2 separate regions of the Zea mays genome follow, and region 1 is linked to region 2. The links are chromatin contacts, called in public Hi-C maps. All regions are on one chromosome and are shown on one strand. Each heading gives the region's core, a stretch centred on a gene start, on an enhancer-like site or on the middle of the called end of the contact. The rest is flanking DNA. Distances are from core to core; before and after follow the strand shown. Region 1 has its middle 6.4 kb from the start of LOC111591405. Region 2 holds the start of LOC100282604.

Evidence for each region. Hi-C and Micro-C count contacts between places; a contact is called where the count stands out from the background.
Region 1: a contact with region 2 is called in a Hi-C map of ear, with 2.7 times the contacts expected there. The contact joins the enhancer-like site here to the promoter of LOC100282604 in region 2. A contact is called at or near these places in 4 of 25 Hi-C or Micro-C datasets (bundle sheath, ear, leaf and 1 more) and 1 of 3 datasets of contacts at active chromatin or transcription factors (leaf).

What each region holds. Positions count from the first base shown.
Region 1 is chr4:197,764,542-197,769,498 of Zm-B73-REFERENCE-NAM-5.0, reverse strand. No RefSeq gene overlaps it. Among protein-coding and RNA genes, the nearest start is that of LOC111591405, 6.4 kb to the right of the region's middle. Within about 2 kb of position 1,313, at least 20 of the 20 cell types and tissues checked have an H3K27ac peak or open chromatin away from gene starts, as enhancers often do. A contact at or near this core is called in bundle sheath, ear, leaf and 1 more, where this site is marked.
Region 2 is chr4:197,696,895-197,701,686 of Zm-B73-REFERENCE-NAM-5.0, reverse strand. LOC100282604 reads left to right here and starts at 2,515. Exons shown (of 3, transcript NM_001155512.2): 1 at 2,515-2,924; 2 at 3,037-3,230; 3 at 3,778-4,514. The coding sequence starts at 2,631. The coding sequence ends at 4,183.

The sequences.
Region 1 (4,957 bases), core at 64-2,563, 69 kb before region 2:
CAATACTACATCAGTTGGCTGAAAAATTGACTCCACCAAATCGGTTCGTTTTGATTGCACATTGGTTGATTTAACAAATTATAACTAACTGCCCCGGTAGAGCAGCAGTAGCAACCTGGGATTGCATTGACGACTTGAGCATAAAACCCTCAGGGTTTGTTCGGTTCTACCCCAATCCATATGGATTGAGGGGGTTTCAATCCCTAGTAAGTCAAAATCCCCTCTAATCCGTATCAATCCCCTCCAATCCATATGGATTGAAAATAACCGAACAAGCCCTCAGTGGGCCGGTCGATCCAGCCCAGGCCATCTGAATCGTTTTCATAGTGCTGATTTTAGTACAAAAGATTGGGCTGGGCCCTTGAGATACATGCATGCATGCATATCGATTCTTGTTGGGGGTAATTTCATTGGATTCTTAGAGTGCTAACTCCATTGAGTTTATGCTAACTCGCAGGCGACAAATCCTCCAATGCAAGGTGACAGATGCATGTACGGTCGACGAATTAATGAGAGATCCAAGAGGAAAACAACACCTTGTGCCAACCCAGCCATAGACTAGATAGAGCTTTCGCAGCCTAGCTCTCCCCGATGCGAATCATCTCATCTCTCAAGTCTCTCTCTCTCTCTCTCACGCAGTAGTTTTACTTGCACCACACGAGTTGTTCGCTTTGCCGTGCCGGCCTGCGTCCGTTCAGAATCGTCCACTGCTTTGTATTAGAGTAGGCTTTGCTCGATCGATCTGGCGTCCCAATTAAGTCCCATTCCACGCATGCATATGGTCGTCGAAGGGCAACGCACAGATTCGGCACGGAACGGGGCTGGCCGATCTGGTCGTCGCGCCCACTCGCCGCCGGCGTGGCGACTGTCGTCGCAGCCGTACGTACGTACGAACACGCGTAAACTCGATTGCGTTGGTCGATCTCGGTTGCTCCGTGCTCGATCATGCATGCACGCACGCGGTCAATCGTTGACCGACGAAACATGCAGCCACTCGATCCGGGGTTGTTAAATTAGTCAGCGTGTCCCTAAGCTACTCCACTGCTAGACTGATGAGCTCTTGAATTCAAATCCGATTCTTTTACGACCACTTCGAGGCACGTTTTTCTTTTACTATTTAGACGAAACAAAGTTGAACATTACAAAGCTTGAACGACAGATAATCGCTGCTTAACGGTCGTCCCCTGAGCTCAACTGTTTTGTCACGGCGTAACGGCACCAGTGGACCTTAGCTGTTTGAAGCAGCTTGCGACGCGGCATATATCTGGCTGGCCCAACCCTTTGAAATCCAGCTAGCTCCGTGACCACCCAATCCCGCACCATTACAGAACAGGCCCGCGAGAGGGACCGGCCGGCGCTTTAAAGGCCCATCGGTCTGAGAGGTGAGAGCCCCCAAAAAATTCGTTCTTTCTCGGCTCCCCTTAAATCTCTACTATACCTTAAGGGTACATCACCGTGCCCCCCGCGCGTCTTCGCCCCCGCATGCCGCACGCGCCAGCCATCGCCCGCGAGCCCCCGCCCTCGAGCTCGCCCGCGCACCAATCTCGCCGCAGGGTATCCCGCCCGCCACCAAACCGCGCCCCCTGCCCTCGCCCTCGCCCTCGACGACGCTGCCCTTTGTGATGGCGGGATCCGCGGACGCGTCGCCACCAATCCCGCCCCGCCAGATTAGGGTTCGCGCAGTGATCCTGCCCCCGCCAACGGCGTCACAGAGCCCGCCTACACCAAACTGTGCCCCCTGCCCTCGCCCTCGCAAAGGGCAGCGACCGATGGAGGTGGCGCGCGCGGTGGCCGTCCGAGGTGAGCGAGTCGTTGCAACGCACGAGAGGAATCGCGGGGGCCGGAGGAGCAGCGGCCGGTGGAGGTGGCCATCCGAGGTGAGCGCTCCGCTTCCCCAGGACCGGGCTCGCTTGCTCGCTGGGAATCGGGTTTCAGATCCGCGGATGGGGGCTCTAGATGCGGTCGCTGTTCGATCCGGGTTGCACGGATTTCCCGCTGAATTAGTTGGCACCCGGATCAGACACGTGTTTCATCTGTTGTGTGGTTGCAGCCGTGGAGAATTGTTGCGATTGAGTCTCATTGTTGCGATTGGTACATGTGTGATGTCCCTAACTGAGGGGAGTGAGGATCTGCGTAAGTAACTGGTTTCGAATTTATCGACAGTGGGCTCGCTGGCGTCGGCCCGTCCAGGAGGAGCACGACGGCGATGGAGTCCTCCTTGGGGAAGTCGAGGAGGTCGTCGATGTGGTGAGCCGTTGTTCTTGGCCCCCGCACAGCCACGCAACCCTCTCCCTCGCGAGATCAGCCCCTAACCCGTTTCAACAGATCTGTCCCTCAGTCACGCACCTCACCGCCAACTCGGTGTCCTCTCCCCTCCGTGTCCGGCATGGCGCAGCTCACCTCCATATAGTGCCTCCGCCCGCGTGCTGTCATCCTCTCTAGAAAGCTCCACTCAGTCCACGCCCCAGGACGCCCTCCTCCCTCGAGGGATTCCTGGGCTTCGCAGCTGCTGCGGGCGCTCAAGTGTCTCGCGCAGTCCCTTGGCAGTGGCGTCGTACACTTTCTCGTGTAGTCCCTCAGCAGCGAGGGCGGCTGCGTGCAGACCCTTGGTGGCGACGACATGCCTGGGAGTGTCGTTTCAGATGAGGTATAGCATGGCACAACCGACCAAGCTGGGCACTGCAGTGCATCCATCGATCTGATCCAGTCTTGCCGCGCCCACCTAAATCCTATCTGATTTGCACACCCGCCTCTCTACTCTACAAGACCTGGAGGACGAGCCCAGCGTGACAAGAAGTTCGATGGCGCGGAGCGCCAAGCGCAGCCGCACCACCGAGGTGATCAACCTGTCAAAGTTTGTGTTCAGGTGGTCTCTGTTCTTGTTCATTAGTAGTAGTTACTTCAAATCAAGGTTCTGAACATTTTTTTGCTCTCTGTTCAAAATAACCCTCTGAATACATTACACATTCAAATGTCTACATTCTAGGACATTTTCTACCGGATAAAATACAGTTAGATTTTCCAGTAACATTAACTAGGACTGTGATTTTTTTTGAACTGATCCAATCTTGTCGCGCCCATTTTTTGAACCTCAATCTCCATGGGGTTTTAATACATTTCCGTAGAACCAACGGTTAGGATTGAGAATGTTAGTAACATGTTTTTAAGTTTCATTAAGTAGGACCTTACTCTCCTATCGGTATTCTGTCAAAGAATTACCTTATCCTTTTTAACAAAGTACACTTATTGGATTTTAAGATACAAAGAGAAGTATGTGTTAGTCTATGCTAATTTATTTTGCTTATCATAATCTTCTTTTCTACTTAATGAATTCACACATCCTAATAGTTTAATTATTAGCTAAAACTAATTTGGGATCTAACTTCATTTGTTTTCTTGGCAATTTTTCAAACTGGGTGGACATGATGATAAGAAGGTGATGATTCCTACTATAATAACTTTGCGAGACATGTTTACTCATGCTGAGTTGAGAGTAAGTAGTTGAACTATGCTTGATGTTGCCTTTAATATGCACTCTTTTGATCCCAGAGACTGGGCATACTTGTACTTGTTTGCACATTAGATTATTTCAGATTGCTCTCACGAGGCTCATGTTTCATAGCAACTTTTTTCATTGTGTATGCTAATTTATATGAACGTCACTTTCATTCTCATACTAGAATAGTTTCTGAAATCAATGTTATAAAATCAATTTAGTCTGTGTTTCTTGTGTGTGTCCATTGAAAATAACACAATACCTGTGATTCTTACACAACTGTCTCATGATTCTTTTGACAGATTACTGCAGGCAAGCGATTGCCAGATCTGGATTTGTGGAGCCAACACCTATCTGTTAAAATTTCTGGATTTCACAAATCACAAGAGAGTTGTAGAGAGTTCGAGCTGAGCAGAGATCCCGGTACTGCTGGCCAGTGGCCACACATGTAATCTATTCAATCCCTTCCCATTGAAACTACAATATTTTTTACTGCATTAGTTAAGAAAGCATACATGTACAATAGATATGCAATATGCAGTAATAGATATAACAAAAGATCTAACAAGTATGGAAACAAACTAAATAAGCATGCCTCAATATAGTAATCGCACAGTTGAGCACCACTTGCTCATAGACATAACACAATGCATATATATGATATAAATCGATAAAAACATGTAATGGGGCCATCCAATCAGGAGACTTTCAAAAACACTAGGACAGTCAAGTGAGTTGGAGAAAACATTAAATATATATAACAAGTTTCTCAAGCCACATTGGTTGCCTTGCATTAGATGTTATTTTCCAATTAGAAGTCGGTGCATTTTTGTTGACAATTCTTTCTCTTTTTATTTCATTTTTCTATATTATTGTGAATTACTAAACCTTGGTGATAGGCCAGAGCAACTTATTGTGACAGAGATTGTTGTGCCACCTGTTTCTATATGGCCTTCTGTTGTTGTTGGTAATAGTAGAACAAGGTTTGCTTTCTGTTTCTTAAGAGCTATTGTGCTTATCCTCATTTTTGTTTGGTGATTCAGAATAGCAGAATAACCTTGTGATCATGAATTGCAGTGCCACCTGAGCTCGCCCACGCTATGCATGGAAGGAGCGGTCGCAAAGCTCGCCCCAAATCTGCTTTGCCCCCGCCCCGGCTCTCAATCCCGCCATCCTCCAATCCACCGATACCAGCACCCTTCAACCGGCCAATCAGCCCAAATCGACACCGCTCCACGGATACTGAGAAAGGTTTCCATCGACGGCATGACCTATTTGATAACATGTCAAGCTGGACACCACACCAAACCCCATCCTTCTCTACTCTCGCCTAGGAAGACTACAGTCAGGTACGATGATGCAGTGTATGTAGTTGACAAGCCAGTGTAGGTATTTGAAACTTCTACTATGTGCTACAGGTATCCTAGGTTTTTTTATCATTTGCATTTTTAACCGATGTAA
Region 2 (4,792 bases), core at 1,266-3,765:
CTCGTGTGTGTCGGTAGCATGCAATGCGTGCATGGCGCCGGGCTCGCAGATTCGGATTCGGGGCCCGATCGAGCGAGAGACTGATGACCCGGACGGCTCCTGATTGCGATGGTGCTTGCTGTACCTGCGCACACCCATGTGACCGCCATTGACGCCTGACAGCTATCTGATGCATGTCTGATGCCAGCCATGCACAGTGCCCATGTCTCTTGGCGATTGCCAATCAATCAAGAACCAGTAGCCTGCCAGGGATCACACGGCGCTGGAACGGAGAGCCTTGACAGTCTCGAGACCGTCTGATCGACCCCGTGATGATTAAGATGAAAAACTGGTAGTACTTCCCATTGCCGATCTTTTTTACTTGAGTTTCAGTAATTGGCTATTACTTTTTATTGCGGTAATCTACTTCATTCGTTTTAAAATATAATTATTTCTAGCCATCTTTTTATGTCCAAATTCAAATGAATATAGACGTGCATACAAAATACATTCAAGTTAATTAATGAATGTATATTTAGCCTAAAATAAATCATATTTTTGGAAGGAAGTGAGTAGTTTATATAATTTTTAAATGCCTAATATTTAAGATTGTAGCTAAATTATATTTATGTCTATGACTAGCCTATTCGTTTTTTATTTTTTTCTTATGCAGTGATCGATGACACTTGTTATAGCTTGTTGTTGTCGTCGTCATCGTCGTCGTTGTTGTTCATGCTGCTGTTGTTACGACTTCAAGAAATCTCCTCAATTGCTAGAGATATAACCACAACCGAAAAAGAGCAGCCGAGCAAAGAGAACTCTGATCAAATCATCAGCTACTCCCTCCGTCTCAAAATATAATTTGTTTTAGGCTAAAGATATGCATTCATTAACCAACATACAAACGTAGCTTGTATGTATGTCTACATTCATTATCAGTTATTTGAATGTGGACAAAAAAAGAGAGGTAGAAAGAACTATATTCTTTACGAAGGGAGTATTTGTAGCCGATGGGAGTACCTCGACTATTCGGCTCTAGTACTCACATTGAGGGCTTGTTTGGAAGCAATATGATCGGAGGGGATTGAGTGACCTAAAATAGTCGAGGTATTTGTTTGTATCTAACATGAGTCCCGAAGATTGTGCACGGGTGGTTTGTATGTGGTATCAACATATTTGGTATCAAATCCTCCTCGGGTTCTATGTAATTTCTACTTTGGACAAGTGCTCCTTCCTCGATAGTTGCAACTCTATTTTTTTGCATTTGAAGTTCTTCCTTATTTACATGTATATGATTTTAAGTGAATAATCAATATAATGATCTAAGCGAAGGCGAGCGCTTATATTTGGACTTCTAAGCTTATCCATATGAATTTTTGAAAGGAGGATTAAGAAGCTGGATTTCTAAGCGAAGGAGAGCACTTATATTTAGACTTAATTTGAAAAAGGGGGAAAATCTCTTCATCAAAGATAACATCACGAGATATATCAACATGTCTAGTATGACACTCGTAACCTTTATGAAGACCACCATAACATAAGAAAACACATTGCTTTGATCTAAATTTAAGTTCCTGAGCATTATAAGGGCGAAGATTGGGCCAACATGTACACCTAAATTAAGGTGCACAATGAGGAGTAATCTAGTTTTCGCCTATATAGATGCTTTAAGGGAGTAGAATTTTAGATTAGTTTATTAGAAATGATATTAATCGAATATGGAGCAGCAAGAAAGGCTTCATCGTCCTAATTGCCTAGACTCAAGCGGCACGGATATATGCATGAGAGGGAAGGGCCAAACCAACTTCAACTATGAAACAATGTATGTGACCGACAACACCGATTATTGATGTGCATGAGAACAATGACATAGATGCCAAACTTAGTAAGGAATGAGTTAAGCTTTTGACATCCGCTTCCGCCTCATTATACGACAAGTCTTATAATTAAACTGTCACTACATGACAGAGTTCAAAACTCATAAAGTTTCTATAAAAAGTTATAATTTAAACTTAATAAGCTACATCCAAGTGAATTTACTATAATCAGCGATAAACTTTACATAATAATATTTTTTGACCTGGATTGCTCCATGATGGGACGGCATGGCGTCGCAAGTTGTGATTCGTCCAGCAATCAGGCCGTCCTCCCCTGCACTTGATTTCGCTTCCACTGGGCCAACCTGACCTGACGCGGGCAAAAGACAAGATCGCGCCTCGCGGGCTCGTCGGCATCCATGTGACGGTGCACGATGCACCGCAGCTAATAATCTAGCTGTGCCATCGATCGATCACACTCACCAGCTCTGCAACACCATCAGCACGCACTGTAGCTAGTTAGTGCCCTTCAATACACTGTAACTAACCCCTATGCTTAAATTAATAGCTTTAGCTAGTTAGTCTATTTATTTGGCTTTAATTCGTACCGGTTTCTATTAGTTCTACCGTGTTTTTATCTCTATAAATTATAATTACAGTAATCCGGACAGTTCCAGTTATCCACGCTCTAGCCTGCCAGCTCTCCTTCGTCCTTCCCTATAAATAAAGTACTCAAGCAATCCTCGAGCCTCAGGCCCAAGCAAAGCATCCAGCGGAGCCACACCACACCACCCTTGGTCCGGCACTAGCACTAGCTATCCAGTGGAGACGAAGATGGCGACGGCGCGGTGGCTGCAGGTTGCCGCCATGGCGGTGGCGCTGCTGGCGGAGTGGGCGACGGCGGCGGCGCCTCGGAAGCCCGTGGACGTGCCGTTCCAGAAGAACTACGTGCCGACGTGGGCGCAGGACCACATCCACTACATCGACGGCGGGCGGGAGGTGCAGCTGTACCTGGACAAGTCCACCGGCACGGGCTTCCAGACGCGGGGCTCCTACCTCTTCGGCCACTTCAGCATGCACATGAAGCTCGTCGGCGGCGACTCCGCGGGCACCGTCACGGCCTTCTACGTACGTTACATACGAGCTCCTCTCCTGCCTCCTATCTCTACCACCTCGCTCTTGCCGGCTTGTATGTAACAACGTATCTGACTGGTGGCCGGCCGGCTCGCTCTATCTGCAGCTGTCGTCGCAGAACTCGGAGCACGACGAGATCGACTTCGAGTTCCTGGGCAACCGGACGGGGCAGCCCTACATCCTGCAGACCAACGTGTTCACCGGCGGCAAGGGCGACCGCGAGCAGCGGATCTACCTCTGGTTCGACCCCACCAAGGAGTACCACTCCTACTCCGTCCTCTGGAACCTCTACATGATCGCGTAAGCACCCGCATCATATATCCATCGCATTGCTTTTGCGTCCGTCACACACACATCATCACTCTGCATCTGCAATGCAATGCAATCCCCCCGCTGCTCCGTCCTCTGGAACCTCACATGAACCAGGTAGGATTCCCTAAAATTTACCGCGGTAAAAGCTCACTGCTCTGCTCACCGGCGCCGGGGAGGGTACAACGGCAGCGGCACTACAGTCCAGTACTGAAAAAGTGGGACGATGGTTTGAATGAATCCATGCATGCAGTCGTAAAGGCAGACAGCGCGTGCCTCCATGTCCATGTGCAGCAGAGCCAGCCTATGCCCTGCCGCCTGCCCCTGCACAGTACACTACGTACACGCTTGTCTGAACCCTGCACACCACCACCATGGCCGGCCACGGGAGGGCCCGCCCAATAATCTCTTCCTCCTCGTACACCGTGCAGCACCATCGCGCGCGTATCCTACACTACACTTTAATTCCGGCCTCCACTCCAGCCCACGGCAACGGCACTAACTAATCTGAGGATCTATCTCCCCGCCGCTCCGCCAGGTTCTTCGTGGACGACGTGCCGATCCGGGTGTTCAAGAACACGAGCGCCGACCTGGGCGTGCGGTACCCGTTCAGCCAGCCGATGAAGCTCTACTCCAGCCTGTGGAACGCCGACGACTGGGCGACCCGCGGCGGGCGCGAGAAGACGGACTGGTCCAACGCGCCCTTCGTCGCCTCCTACCGCGGCTTCCACGTCGACGGCTGCGAGGCCTCCGCGGAGGCGCGCTTCTGCGCCACCCAGGGCGCGCGCTGGTGGGACCAGCCGGAGTTCAGGGACCTCGACGCCGCGCAGTACCGCCGCCTGGCCGAGGTCAGGCGCCGCTACACCATCTACAACTACTGCACCGATCGCGACCGCTACGGCGCCGCCGTGCCGCCCGAGTGCGCCCGCGACCGCGACGTCTGATGATGATGCGTTGGGCCGGCAAGCTGCTTGATCGAGAGCAGCCTGTAATGTATGTATGGTATGGTATTGTTGTGTGTCAGGTTCGTCGTCGTGGGTCTGCAGAGACACAGAGAGAGTCCGATCCGGCGCGTACGTGTGCCCGCGTGGGCACATGCATACGTACATGCTTGTGTTGTACTGTACGCTCGTATCTCCTCACACCGAAATGAATTGCGATTAAGTATCGAAATTTCGGCAGCTTATCCATCATGTAATGAGTTCCTCTGCAGTACTTAAAACTCTCATCGTCTCTTGTCTGTATATCTATACAACTTCTTGCTCGAAGTAGTCCAATATTTCCGTGTGCATTAGATTAGCATCTAGTGGTATGAGAGTTTTACGTTCATAGAAGGTTACTGCAGACGCGAACTGCTTGTCTACTTCCACCCATCCTATCTCTCGTGTCATCTCTTTTACTTTTTAAACAGTGTACTCCACAATCTTATTATGCTATATAAATATTAAAAAAAGAAATCTAGGTACAATTTGATGCACATATAAAACTAATCAAAACTGAACCGATAGTGATGTTTCATAGAAAATTACCACCAACGGCAGCGCTTGCCTACT